Regions from separate parts of the Callithrix jacchus genome. Here region 2 is linked to region 1. A link is a contact called in public Hi-C data. All regions are on one chromosome and are shown on one strand. Each heading gives the region's core, a stretch centred on a gene start, on an enhancer-like site or on the middle of the called end of the contact. The rest is flanking DNA. Distances are from core to core; before and after follow the strand shown.

Region 1 (7,494 bases), core at 3,452-5,951:
TCTCGGCTCACCGCAACCTCCGCCTCCTGGGTTCAGGCAATTCTCCTGCCTCAGCCTCCTCAGTAGCTGGGATTACAGGCACGCGCCACCACGCCCAGCTAATTTCTTTGTATTTTTAGTAGAGATGGGGTTTCACCAAGTTGACCAGGATGGTCTTCATCTCTTGACCTTGTGATCTACCCGCCTCGGCCTCCCAAAGTGCTGGGATTACAGGCTTGAACCACCGCGCCTGGCCTATGCTGATGTTTTAAGTAAGCCAGGAGCTGGTGGGATGTGCCCAAGTGGCTGAAGGCCTGGCTCCTAGGTGTGCCCACTGGGACTCGACCTCTGCCCTGGACTCGAGATGAAGAGCCTGACAGTGCCCATGTGGCATTCAGGTGTGGTGTGTCCCCTTGCTCCTCTGCCTGGTGAAACCACATGTGACTTCTAATATGTCTTCATCAGGATTAGGAGATGTGGGTGTGATGTTAGCTCCCTGCGCTGTATGACACTAGCCCCACACCCCCATCATAGACCTGTGGCTAATTTTCAGGGGGAGCGTTACTGCTGCTGTTTGCTCTGCCGGCCTGAGCTGAATTACCTTAAGAAAGGACTTATGTGAAATGTCCATTTTCATGAAATGAGCACTGAGCAGCAGCCAGGAAGGAAACCCCCGTGATGCCAAGGAGGAAGAAAACACCCTCTCTTTTGAGTGTCTGCGGGTCTGTTTTTCCTGCTCTCCTCCATTCTCTCTGCTAAGTATATACCGGCAAAGGTATAATAGGAAAAAAGGGGAAGGGCTTCTCCGAGACTTTCTAGAATCACAGGATCCAGGCTGACCTTCGCTGTCACCTACCGTGGCCAGCTGGGACTGCAGCTGGATCTCCAGCGTCTGTAGGGTGCGCCTCATCTCGGTCAGCTGGCTCCGGGCAGAGGTGGCTGCGCCTGCGTCGTGGGAGATCTGCTGCTGCAGCGAGGCGCTCTGCAGGGCCAGGCAAAAGGGTCACTCGGAGTCCCCACCCGCCCCAGAGGCGTGGGCAGTGGGACGGGGCTCACCTCACCTTCTCGTTGAACCAGGCCTCCGCGTCCCTGCGGTTCTGCTCTGCAAGGGCCTCGTACTCGGCTCGCATGTTGTTCAGCAGAACGGTGAGGTCCACCCCAGGGGCCGCGTTCATCTCCACGTTCACGTTGCCTCCAGCTGCGCACTGCAGAGCTTTCATCTCCTGGAGGGAAGCGCCAGTGTGGCTTTAAGGGCATTGCAGGTTCCCACTGAGTTTGAGGTTTTCAAAGGTGTTACTTTATGTCTCAGTTTGTGGTTGGGTGTATAATTTATGGCACACCATATTTAATTGACATATTCGGTCTGTATTTATACCAATCATCTATTTAATTAGTGACCTGTTGGCCCGGCGCTGTGGCTCACTCCTGTAATCCCGGCACTTTGGGAGGCTGAGACGGACGGATCATGTGAGGCCAAGAGTTCAAGACCAGCCTGGCCAACATGGTGAAAACCTGTCTCTACTAAAAATACAAAAAGTAGTCAGGCGTGGTAGGAGAATTGCTTGAATCCCGGAGGTGGAATTTGCAGTGAGCTGAGATCGGCCACTGCAGTCCAACCTGGGCAACAGAGCAAGACTCTTGTTTAAAAAAAAAAAAATTAGGAACCTGTTGATTAAAATCACCACCACCACCAAAAACAGTCATAGCATTCCAAGAAGTTATTTATTCTTTAAAATGAGAAAGGGATTTAAAGGCCAGAGAGTTGTTCAACATATAGTTATTGACTAAATGTCAGATTGATGGGAATGGAACAGTGAAAAAAAATCCTGCAATTTTGGGTTTTTGTATAAGATTCCATGTGAAGAAAACCTCTTGTTGCTATAACAGTTTGAAAATAAAATTGCTTGAAGTTATCCTAAGGTATCATGGTCACAGAGGATAAGGTAAATATGGTACTCTTAGGTGATGTTGAGATGTGACTGGCTTTTTAAAACAAAAAATTTTTTTCATTCTGATTCCCGAGTAGTAATGAGTGACTTTTCCTGTCTACCCTCAGTGCAAGCAAAAGGTACCCTCTTTCAGGTGGTGTGTCATTGCAGAGGACAATGCATCCTGCTGTGATCCCTACCCTACTCCGAATGCCCTCCTCTGGCTTGGCTGCGGTGGCTGCCATTTCTTCTCTTCCTTCCCTGGGACTTTCTTTTCTTGCTGTCATGCTCTACAATGCCTGGTGTACCTTTCACTCTCCTGCTGACACTTGCTGGTGGTCTGACTTCCAGTGCTCTGCTCTGGGACTCTTCCCGCTCCTCGTTTCTTTTTCATTTTTTTTTTTCCTTTCTAGTTTTCCTTCTCTTTCCCTTTGCCATAATTTTCTCACTTGGAATAAGTAGATGTGGTGTTTCAGCCTTTCAAGTGACTAATAGGACACTCCTGTCATAGCCATTTTCTGAAAATTTGTCATCCATTGCTATGGAGACCTTTTGCAGTTACTTAGGGAACAATCTTTTATTGATTTATTAATTTTCAGTGGATCGAAGCTTCTTGATATTATATGTGAAACAATGAGTTTATTATTGTACAGGGTTCAACATTAAAGTAAACCCAGACTCATTCGGTGGAGAAAAACACTGATATCTTCTCCCGTTTTGAGAGGTCTTTTGTTAGAAGGTTGATCTCAAGAGAGGCCTCTATGAACTAAAGAAATAATGTAGTGGAAAGTAAGTTGATTGTATAGATGCAAAAGCAATGTATTCTTTTTAAATGGATAGAGTATTGCACCAGCATAAAAAAATGGAAGGGTACAGATCAAATTGTTAATATTTATTACCTTGGGGGATGGGAGTGTAAGGGCAGAGTGGGAAAAATGAAATTGTCTTTCTATCCCTTGGCGTGAATAAATTACAGTGAACATGAATTACTATTGTAATTTTAACTCCAGACCTGCACCCAGTATTTAAAATTTTCAGAATTGCGATTGGACTATAAGTAAAGCCTCTCCTACCTCTTCATGGTTCTTCTTGAGATACGTCATCTCCTCACTCAGGGACTCATATTGCAGCTCCTGGTCAGTCTTGCAGAGTGTCAGCTCATCCAGGACCCGCCGCAATCCATTGATGTCGGCCTCTACATTTTGGTGAAGTGTGAGCTCATTTTCATACCTTGGGGGGCATTTAAGTGAATTTCAGTGCCAGTAAGACTACCTCAAGAAACAGAAAATTCAATCCCAATTGATTTAAACTGAAAATCAGAAATTGAATTAGGACTCTAAATAGTGTAAAAATATACAAAGAAAGCCCTCTTCCATTACCCCCACCTAATTCTGAACAGGGTAATCGGCAGTTATTTAATCACACAAATTCCAATGACATGACCCAATTAAATAAAAATACACCATTTTTGGAATGTTATTTTAGTTAACAGTTTTCCTTAGTTGACTAATGATTTACTGAGCATCTGCTTCGTGGTTGGCAGTATTCTAGGCAGGCAGAGAAATACATTGACATTTTTCCCAGGGTTATAATAAGTGTGTTAAAGTTGTGAGTGTGGTTGATTGTAATAATATAAATTCTTTACTTCCCTTAATCTTTTAGGTTATAGTTCATTCTACTTGGGAGGAAAGTGAAATTTTATTTAACAAATTGAATAGACAGAAATTTTTTTCTAGTGATTGTTTTTTGCCACTTACTTGAGCCTGAAATCATCAGCAGCCAGTCTGGCATTATCAATCTGCAGAATGACATTAGCATTAGCAGTAGTGGAGGAGATAATCTAGAATAAACCAAAACAGAGAACACAACACGTAAGTATGCTTTTATTTAAGTCATTTCTTTAGGAAATGAAAAATGTCACTCAAGTTTTTGAGTAAAATCTCTCTTCCTTTTGTGATAATCAAAATGTTTAAAATTTAACTTTTAAAAATTAAATCATGGTTTTATTTATTCTCATATACTCACCGGACTTTAGAACTGCAATACTTTTTTATTCATATGTCTATGGATTACTTCGACATAAACAATGGAACTAATAACACTCTAACTACATTAAAATTCATGAAGGGTCCATTTTTGGATAATAGGAAGAATTATTTATCTAAATAAATAAATACAAATTACAGATAACAGTCATGAAGCATTTCTTATTGTATGGCTTTTGCTAGGTATTTCTTAGTTTTAAATACCTGGAATAGTTCCAAATCTGTAATTTCTCACCTTATTCTTAAGATCCTCAATTGTTAGGTGGTATCTGCTATAGTCATGCTCAAGTCCACGGCAAGATCCAGGTCCATATTTTTCATACCAGCCCTTGATTTTTCTCTCTAATTCAGCATTTGCCTCCTCCAGAGCTCGCACGTTATCCAGGTAGGATGCCAAGCGGTCATTAAGGTTTTGCATGGTCACCTTCTCATTTCCAGAGAGGAGTCCCCCTTCACTTCCAGCAAAGCCAACACAAGCAGCATTTCCAAAGGCACCACCAGCATGGCTGCCACCGGGAACACTGCCCAAGCCCCCTCCCAAGGCACAGGAAAATTCACTTCCAGCAACAGAACTGCCACATGCACTGCTGCCTGCAAAGCCTGCACCTCCATTGGGTGGTCTGACAGAGCCAGCTCCAGACCTTAAGCAAACATGTCGGGATCCATTAGAAAATCGGAGAGACATGGTGTTTTGAGAAATCTTCACCTTGTCTATGTGTAACTGCAACGTCCCAGGGGAACAGAATATCATGCATTGGTGATTTCCTTGGGCTTTTATATACAATTATTGGGGCATTCCTATTTGTTACATATGCCAAAAGAAAAGTGGCATCATTTAGATTAGCATAAAATTACGTGTAATTGGGTGATTTAAAAAATAATTAATGTCTAACATCCCTAGTTATTGCTTTGGGCTATTTGTTATCTTAAACATAATAGGGTTTGTTCTATATTAAGTTTACTAATGTAACTTCTACTTTTGAGTGAGTAATCCTTTACTTTCATCTAGACCCTAGGCATATACCATCATTATCTGGCGCCAGGTATTATCAAATTTTTTATAAAGTTAAGTAAGATTATGATAGAGGTCTGTGAGGTACAGTAGGGTCTCAATTACCACTGAGGGGTGTAAAGTATTGCTAACTACAGAAACAGATATTTTATCCCACCAGAACAAAAAAAATGTGTTGTTTAGAAAACATGGACTACTGATGTCTCTGTTCTTACCATGATTGTAACATCTATTTATGATCTTGGACAATGACACAAATGTTGACCCATTATTTTATTTAAAATAGCATGGTTACTATGTCTGGTGCTCTATGCTAAGTGCTAAAATGAAAGATATAGTGTTAACTAAATGCAGAAATGAAAAAGGCATGATTACAGTCTTTAAGAAATCTATTGTCAGGTCCAGGTAAGGGCTGGATTATGATTAGCCTTCTGTGCTAATTTAAAGAGTTTGTAATTAATCCTAAGTAAAAAGCAGAGGGCAACATAATCAGGTTGAAATGAAACAAGGTGGTCAATTACAAGGTTGGAGCAATGGTCCAGGTGAGAAGGATGAGGGCAGTGGGGATGCAGTGGTTTTGAGAGCATATGGTAATATGACGAGTTTGGGGAGTCAGGAATAAGGGAGAATTGGGGATGACTCTTAGGTAATTAATTTTGGATTCTGGGAACTCATAATATTCACTGAGATGGGGAATATCGGAGGAGAAAGACACTAAGTTTAATTTTGGACCAACTGGATTTGAGGGGTTGCTAGAATGTTCCAGATGAAGGTGACTGATGGAAAAAATGACTGTTTAGAATACGTACACTGAATGGGAAAAACTCTTGACTAGCAATGAGCAAAGGAAAATTGGAGGGTCCAGCTCTCATTTGTTCAACTGAGTATTTGGAAGTAATCCTGGTTCAGGAATAGAAAGGATGATGATCCGGCTGATGTGGGTTTTGGGATTTGAAGACAGGTTCAGAAGAAGGAAACAGTGGCAGAGATGTTTCTGGTGCTCTTGAGAAAATGGTTGAGGCTGGAGAGAGATCCAAGATGGCTGATTACCAGCAGCTCAGGATTGTAGCTCCCAGTGAAAGTGCAGAGAACAAGAGGATGCCACACTTTCAGACAAATTTCTGTTGCCCACAGATCAGGAGATTCCCAGTAGAGGAGCCACATGGGTCGCCAGTGTGACTCTAGTGGCTGGCACGGTGGTTTTGCCGGTGCCTCAGTGTGTCGGTTCTTGGTGCAGAGTAAATGGGACTGAGTCCCCTTTGGGTTGATGTTTGGAGCTCTGGGAAGGCAGAGTCACCTGTTCAGCTGATTGATAAAGGGACTCAAGAAGGAAACCAGACTGGAGATTCCTGGGCGGAAAAGCACCACGAATCTTAACGCCACTATTTTAGCTGGTGCAGTGGGTTGCTCAGATTCTGGCGCTGGGAATCAACAAGTTGGATGTCCACTCAGAGACCTAATTTGAAAGTCGGTAATTGCAAAGATGACAGGTGGATAAACTTACAATGATGGGAAGTAACCAGCGTAAAAAGGATGAGAATACTCAAAATCAGAACGCCTCTTCCTCTACAGGGGATCACAGTTTATCATCAACAAGGGAACAAAGCCTGATGGAGAATGAGTGTGTTCCAATAATTAGGCTTCAGAAGGTGGATAAGAAGAAACTTCTGTGAGTTAAAGGAACATGTTCTAGCCCAACGTAAAGAAACTAAGAACCTTGAAAAAAGGTTTGACGAAATCCTAATGAGAATAGACAATTTAGAGAGGAATATAAGTGAATTAATGGAACTGAAGAATACAATACGAGAATGCTGCGAAGTATGCACAGGTTTTAACAGTTGAATTGGTCAAGCAGAAGAAAGGATATCAGAGGTTGAAGACCAACTTAATGAAATGAAACAAGAAGACAAGATTAGAAAAGAAAGAGTAAAAAGGAATGAGCAAAGTCTCCAAGAAATATGGGACTATGTGAAAAGACCTAATTTATGTTTGATAGGTGTACCTGAATCTCATGAGGAGAATGAATCCAAGCTGGAAAATATTCTTCAGGATATTATTCAGGAAAACTTTCCTAACCTAGTAAGGCAGGGCAATATTCAACTTCAGGTAATACAGAGAACACCACAAAGATATTCCTCAAGAAGAGCAACCCCAAGACACATAATCATTAGATTCACCAGGGTTGAAATAAAGGAGAAAATTCTAAGAGCAGCTAGAGAGAAAGGTCAGGTTATCCATAAAGGGAAGCCTATCAGATTGACAGCAGATCTCTCAGCTGAAACCCTACAAACAAGAAGAGAGTGGGGGTCAATATTCAATATCCTCAAAGAAAAGAATTTTCAACCCAGAATCTCATATCCAGCCAAATTAAGCTTCATAAATGAAGGAAAAATAAAATCTTTCACGAACAAGCAAGCACTCAGAGATTTCATCACCACCAGGCCTGCTTTACAAGAGCTTCTGAAAGAAGCATTATACACTGGGAACAACCAGTATCAGTTATCCCAAAAACTTCCCAAAAGGTAAAGAG
Region 2 (7,494 bases), core at 2,850-5,349, 160 kb before region 1:
GCTCAAGAGTTGGAGGCTGCAGTGAGCTGTGATCGAGCCAGTGCACTCCAGCCTGGGCAACAGAGTGAGATCCTAACTCAACTAACTAACTAACTAACTAACTAATTAAGGGAAATGAAAAATAAAGCCTTAGGAGTCTTACCAGATCCCTTTTGTTGAACAAATGAGTCCAGGGACAGATTTATTCTACCCAAGACCAACTAGGAACCGTGATGAATATTCACGTGAGTCCGCTTGTTGCCCCGAAGAGCAAGATTTATGTTCTTGTGAAAGTTTTCAACCTAACACTTTGTCGTATCTGATTCTTTGAACTGGCTTTTTGATGTAGAGTGGCACCTGTCTGTTCTCATTTGCAGGGGGAGGAAGGCCATCTTCTGCAGCTCCTTCTGAGACACTTGTGTTAATGACGATGGTGGGCATTTGGGAGGCAGTTGGCATTATAAGGAAAATAGCAGGCCTGCCAAGCTCAATTTACTGGCAGAAAAAGAAAAGGAGTGGAGAGGATGTTGCTTATTAACTATGAAACATGGACTACACAGCACAACACTATCTCTTTCGAATTCCCTGTGATTGCAGAGTTATAAAGCTTTCTTCTGGTAGCGGGGAGCATACTGACACCCCTCCCTTGTGCTGTGGTTGTGAAAAGGATTATGTAAAGATTCAGGAGCCACCAGCCTCTCCACTTTAGGGAGGATTCAGGAAGGATGCAATTCGTTTTGAACCTTTAAGAAATCCACATCATAAAAACCTAATTCAGAGAAGGTCATTTGCTAGAAAGTATATTATTAAATAAAACAAAGCAAGTTTTATTTTTAAAAAGATCATTTGCTATAATATTGCTTTGCAACCATTCACCACATGATTACTTAGTTCTTCTCATGCATTTTGTATCTTTTTCTTTTCTTCAAATTAACAAGTCATTATTGAGAGTGCGCCAAGTGCCTTTCTCTGTGGGAAAACCATATTGGCCAAGTCTCTAAGCTGACTCACACCCCCTCATTGTGTGCAAGTGAGTTTCTCAGAGCCTTTCAGCACCCGCCTCCACTGCCTAGTGAGACAGTCACGCCACCTGGGAAAGTGGGCAATGCTATCTAAGAACAGTGCCCACATTCCAGCAAACTGTTATCCTGGAGCCTGGCAACCTCCTCTCCAAACGCACGCAGGAAACAGGTGTGAGTGCTAACAGACTCCTCGCCGGAAACCAGGTAGCCAGAGAAGCTAGAGACGCACCTGAGGAGGAAACCGGGAATCAGGACACGCCAAAGGCCCAGAGCTGGCAAGCTGCCCGGGGCGAGGTGACTGTTAGGACATTTCTGCGTTATCCAATTATGAAAGCCAATTCTATTTAATTCACTTAAATTAAAACAGGAGGGCCAGTTCCACCCAAAGGCAGAAGATACTGTCAGCGGATGCAGAGTGAGATCTGAGGACCAGGAAGCAAAAGTAGCACCTCCCCTGAATCCGCCACTGATGACACCAATGACCCCATTTCCCTCTTCTAGTTACCCTTCGCTACTCACTCATCCCTTGTCCCTCTGGAAGACACTGTCCCAGGGCAGAGTATCCCAGCCCAGGACCCTCTGCTCTGGTGACCACGTGCTCTGCACTAAAAGTCAGCAACACACGACTGGGCAAATGTGAAGGCCCAAGGCGCTGAGGGGCCAGTGTATCTGAAACTGAGATGCCCAAAGGGCAATGAGACCAGGAATTCAGGTCCCTGTTCCCACTTCCCTCTGGGGAAAGGCAGAACTGAGAACAGACAGGGCACTTGCTGGGAAGGGGAAATCAAGGTGCAGTTTCTCTTGGAAGGAGGCAGGATCACTAGCGGGTCCTGGAGGGGAGGGGGAAGGTGTGGGCAGAAAGAACAAGTGTGCATGTCACAACAGACACAGTCCGCCTCATTCTCCACTGAACGGAAACTCCGTAAGGCAGGGGGCTTTGTGTTTTGTACATTGATGTGTCCCCAGCACTTAGAACACAGCCTGGTGCATTGTAGGAGCTCAGTAAATATTTATTGTATGATGACATTTTGGGCTGGATGATTAAAGAAAAAAAATCTTGTATGAGTGACTCTCAGTGTTGAGTTGAGTTGGTCTTTCTAGTGAAGTGGTTGCTTCTCTGTGAAGCTCTGTGGGAAACATAAGCAGTGGGAGACAGGGCACCTGGCCTTAGGGCTGGCCGTATGTGAGCCCTATAGCCATTTGGTATTCCTTTCTTCATTCATTCATGGAATATTTGCCCAGCCCCTTTTCTGTAACATATTATATTAATCTCTGGGGGCACAAAGATGAAAGCCAACAAATATTTCTTCAGGACAGGTGTGGTGGCTCACACCTGTAGTCTCAGCACTTTGGGAGGCTGAGGCAGGAGGATCCCTTGAGGCCAGGAGTTCAAGACCAGCCTGGGTGATATAGCGAGACCCTGTCTCTACAAAAATTTTTAAAAAAATCCAGATGTGGCAGTGCACCTGTAGTCCTAGCTACGTGGGAGGCTGAGGTGGGAGGATCGCTTGAGCCCAGGAGTTTGAGGCTACAGTGAGCTATGATTGTGCCACTGCATTCCAGCCTGGGCAACAGAGTGAGACCCTATTGTTAAAAAATTAATTCATTAAGGAAAAAATATTTCTTCAATACTCGTCATGAGCCAGGCTCTGGGGGACACTGGTGACTCAGGCTGGGAAGACATTCTTTGGTAGAAGACACAGACGGTCTAAGCCACAGACAGGGGAGCACCTGTCTCTATCTGGAAGTGGAGATGATGGGAAAGGCTTTGCAGAGGAAGGCACATTTGTGCTGTGTCCTGATAGCAGGGCAGGCTTTTGTCAGGCTGGGGAGGTGTGAGGCAGCACTGGAGCAGAGTGTTAGCGTGTGTCACGGCTTGGTGTCCCTCAGAGGCGTGCTGGGGCCACCTTTCAGCCACACTCTTTGCACCTCATTTCCCCACTTTCCAGATCCTCTGAACATGTCCTTCTCTCTTACTAGTTGCTCCCAGTTTCTCTCACCCCAGGGCCTTCCACCATGTGCAGCACAAATATTCGTTATGATGAATGCCAGTTAGTCTAGGAACAGTTCCCAGAGCTCAGTGACTGCCCTGGTGTGGGTGCAGCTGGGAACTGCAGGCCTTTGACTACCATTTCCTCTTATGAGCTCCTTGGCCTGGCTCCCCTGGGAACTTACTGTGAGAGGAGGAATCACAACAGGGCTGGGCAGGATGAGGGCATCCCTGGGTTTTCTGCACCACTGAGATACAACCCGGGCCCTGCTACAGGCCATGTGTTTCAGTATAACCCGGAGCCAGTGTCCTCAAGAGGGCTCCAATGTGGTGGTGCTCACCCTTCACCTGTCGGGAGCCATGCTCCACGGTGCCCTTTGACACACTTTAACAGGGCAGTGTGTTGGTGCATTGGACTGCAGGGCCTTTGAGGTCTCTTCCAACTGCACACTTCATTTTGATCCAGTGATTCTTTCTGGCCCTTAAGCTGGGAACATCAGAACCCAGTCCTGTGGTGGCTGCCAGAAAATACTGTTAAAATGCAACTAGAAGAACATTGTTTTGATTCTTTCACACATCAGCTGCTAATCTTTGTAGGATTTTCCCCTTCCAAGGGTTAAGAGACAGAAGAGGAAGTGAAAACAGGGGGGGAGAATTTTCTTAAAGCACCTCTTGCCTTGCAAACAACAACCAAAAACCCCCTAGGCTGTGAGCAGCGCTGTGTACTTTTCTGTAGCTCGTTCCCATCCACAGCCGGCCTCATTTGGTTCTCAGAGCTCGCCCAGGTGGGAGGCAGAATTCTGAGCTGCTCCAATTCCACTCTCATTTACAGAGGGGGGGGGGTATTCCTGGGGCTGGAGGCACAGGCTGGGGACTGGCTTTTCTGGAAGGAGGAGGAATTTTGCAGAGTCATTCTGAAGAGGCACTGGGGGTTTCTGAGTTTCATCAGGAAAGCTGGGCAGAGGCTCCTCTACACCCGGTGGAGAATGGTCTGGGTGAACCGGGATCAAGCTGACTGTCCTCTGGGTGGAGCCCTTCGGCCACAGAAGGCGGAGGAGCTGAACTTCTCAGCACTGACTCAGCATCCGCTGATCTCTCCCAACCACAGGACCCTCTTGGCTATTGGGGATCTCCCATTCCAAGACCCAGGCCCTCCTAACTGAGAGCTCCCAGCTTCAGTGTCCACTGCCAGGACAGGGGTGTTTTCCGCAGAGTCCAGCAGGCATGTTTCCAACTTTTCTTGTTGTTTAGCAGATTTCATTGACAGCTCAAGATAGGCAACTGGCCGGTGGAAAGCAGGGAGAATCTGGAGGCAAATGTGATGGCACTCTTGTTCTCCAAGAGGAGGCAGTTCTGATGCAGACAGACATTGGCACAAACACAGTGTGAGGATGGAATGGAGGGGTGGTGGGGAGGGAAGGGGAGGGAGTGCTAGGCGGCACCATGGCAGCCTCACCATTGTGTGGAGCCCTGATGCCCAGTCCCAGGGCAGAGTCTCCCAGTCCAGGGCCCGCTGCTCTGGCGACCGCATGCTCCACACTAAAAATCAGCAAAACACGATCGGGCAAGTGTGAAGGCCCAAGGTCCTGGGGGGCCAGTGTATTTGAAATTGAGATGGTCCCAGGAATTCAGGTCCTTGTTCCCATTGCCCTTTGGGAAAGGCGGGAGTGTGGCCGACTTGAACTGAGAACAGACAGGGACTTGCTGGGAAGGGGAGATTAGGTGGCCCTCTCCTGACTCCTGGGGGTTTTGGCTGGGCACTGGGAAACTGGGGCTGGAGGAGAAGCTGGTGATCAGCAAGCCAGGAGAGAAGGGGCAGCCTTCACTTTGTTTGGCAGAGATCAAGCACAGGGCCATTTGGCGGGCCAGCAGGGCTGAGGGTCAGCCGCTGTGGGACCTGGGTACACAGGGCGCCTTTCCCTTTCAGGAACTCCCAGGCTCATTCTTATGCCTCCGAGACAAGTGTGGTGAGTTAATCCTAGATTCAGTCTGGGCTGGGGATCAGAGCCCTGCGAGTCTCCCACGCTGCGCCGGCCAGCCCCTCCTGTCCTTCTGGTTGATCTCTGCTCCTTCCCATCTCCGCTGTAACCCACAGAGCCTTCACTCCCTCATGAAATGCCCTTCTTTCCACCTCCACTGTCCTTTTCTGGCTGCTCAGGTGCTGTGCTTCCATGAGGCCTTCCCTTAGAAGTGCCCATCTTCCTTCTCTGAGCTCCTCTGGCTCAGAGGACCCTGCACATGACAACACCTGCCAGAGATTTTCAGTTCATTTCTTTCTTCTCTCTCCAAGAATCTAACTCCTTGGGGCTGAACCCAGGTCTCCTTCACCTCTGAGTTTCCCCCATCACTTGGCTCTTCATTAAGCCATCAGTAAAAACTGCATGAACACAAGGAAAAGATCTATCACTGGATCTCAGAGCATGGCCTCTGTCTACCATTTACTTTCCTGGAGAAGAGGCCATTTGCTTTCCAAGAAGAGGCTGAGAAGAGAGCTGGAAGGAGCGTCCATAGAAGATTCCTCCCAGGAATCTGAAAGAGCTATCTCTTCAGGATCAGATTTCAGCTCTTTCAGAACTGTGGGCTCAGGGGGCACCTAGCCAGGGCACCGGGGAATGACAGACCAGTTTGCTGGTTTAGGCGGGAGGAAGGGCGTAGAAATCTCGGTAATTTCCGGCAGTTTAGAAATCTACCCAGTTTACCAGCTCGGGAGAGGGTTGGTTTTTAGGGTGAGGCCGGAAGAATTCTACACGGATGTATTCCAGCTCTTTCATTCTGGGGGTGCAAAGTAGGGTGAGCCATAAAGAGTGAGGGATGGGACCACCTCCGGGAGCAGCGACCTCTGACCGAAGAACCGTGTTTCCAAATGGACAGAGTTGATTTAACAACTATTCAAATTTCCTGCAAGTCAATACCTACTTCCTTCTCCTCAACCAAGACCCAGTCATCCCTGGGGAGAAGCCTTAGGTGCTGGGATGGGCCCTGGGTGGGGAACTTAATGCGTTGTTATTTCACTGACATCTGTAGAGGTTTGAAACTGGACAAGCAGGAAGTGTTCTGTCTTTAACATTTTTAACATCTCAAGCCTTTTGCAAAATACCAAGGAGTGGGGGGTCACTGGGGCCGGTGGTGTGAGGGGCTATGAGGTAGCCTGGGACCTGTCTCTGATCCTGAGAGTTGGGCCCTCTGCAGCTGAGAATCTGCCCTGCAGCTGCTCTCCCTCCTCAGTCATTGGGCACAACCTGTGCTGTGAGACGCTGCTGCTTGCCTGGCAGTGCTAGGGTATCCGTCTCCATCTCTTTACTTGGATGGCAGCCTGGATATTTTATCCTTCAAAGATTATCTCTTGGAAGGACAGCAGCCTCTGATTACCTTTCCCAGCCTGCCTGGAGGCAGCTCAGCTAATCTGGCACGATTTGGGTGGTGGATTCCCTTCTGGCCTGGGTGTTCCATGCCACCTCTGGCACCAGTAGGGTGGGAAGATGGACAAAATAATTATGCCCCATGAGTTGAAAGGATAATTAATTCCCTTGTGTAGCTTTTTTTTTTTTTCCTTCTTGGATAACTTAAAATAATTTTTTTTTTCTGGGTGTGGTGGTTCATTCCTATAATCCCAGCACTATGGGAGGCTGAGGTAGGTGGATCACTTGAGGCCGGGACTTTGAGACCAGCCTGGCCAACATGGCAAAACACGCTCTCTACTAAAAAATACAAAGATTAGTGGGGCATAGTGGTGCATGTCTGTAATCCCAGATACTCGGGAGACTGAGGCAGGAGAATCGCTTGAATCTGGGAGGTGGAGGTTTCGGGAGCCGAGATTGTGCCATAGCACTCCAGCCTGGTGACAGAGACTCTGTCTCAAAAAAAAAAAAAAAAAAAATTGTCTTATGGGTACATAGTAGCATATAATTAAGGGCTGTTCTATTTTCCTTTTGTAACAGGTTTAATTTATGGAGTAGTTATTTTTTAAAACTGTATTTTTTAATTAGAATTTTGTACATATGACCTTTATACCATTGAGGATGTTTATCCTTCTTTATTATAAAAATGACTTAATTGTAGTAAACCCAGTTTTGAAAAGAGAAGAATAAAAGATCGTCCATAATCTTAACACTGAACACACTGGATCCAGTTTGTTTTCCCATCCAGTCTTCATCTGATTGCGTATTTAATTTTGTGATCCTAATGTACATTTGCTTTTTGAAGAACCCTAGTGTGGTAGCATATGCATGGTCCCACGTGGCTACAGAATCTTTCTTATCATCTTTAAAGCACAAAATGCCTTTAGGAGCATAATTTACTCAGCCAACTTCCTGCAGCTGAAAATTTAATTATTTCTTTTACCTTTCAAACCAAGATTTTGTTTGTGTTTTCTGGGCTCTGCCCTGGTGCCCTGGCAGAGAGGGGGTGGACCCATGGAACAAGGTTAGACCCAACTCATCTTCATGTCCTGCCCCTCAGCCCAGCCCTTGGCCTGACCCCTGCCAAATGACTCCTGCTGTGTTT

The links. A called contact is a pair of places that touch in the nucleus more often than the background predicts.
Region 2: a Hi-C map of induced pluripotent stem cells shows a contact between it and region 1, with 5 times the contacts expected there. The contact joins the enhancer-like site here to the promoter of KRT28 in region 1. A contact is called at or near these places in 2 of 3 Hi-C or Micro-C datasets (induced pluripotent stem cells and skeletal muscle).

Annotation. Positions count from the first base shown.
Region 1 is chr5:92,490,643-92,498,136 of calJac240_pri, reverse strand. KRT28 (keratin 28) reads right to left here and starts at 4,701. Exons shown (of 8, transcript XM_002748572.6): 1 at 4,188-4,701; 2 at 3,665-3,747; 3 at 2,981-3,137; 4 at 1,041-1,202; 5 at 836-961. The coding sequence starts at 4,637.
Region 2 is chr5:92,651,811-92,659,304 of calJac240_pri, reverse strand. No RefSeq gene overlaps it. Among named protein-coding and RNA genes, the nearest start is that of SMARCE1, 41 kb to the right of the region's middle. Within about 2 kb of position 4,099, at least 4 of the 16 cell types and tissues checked have an H3K27ac peak or open chromatin away from gene starts, as enhancers often do.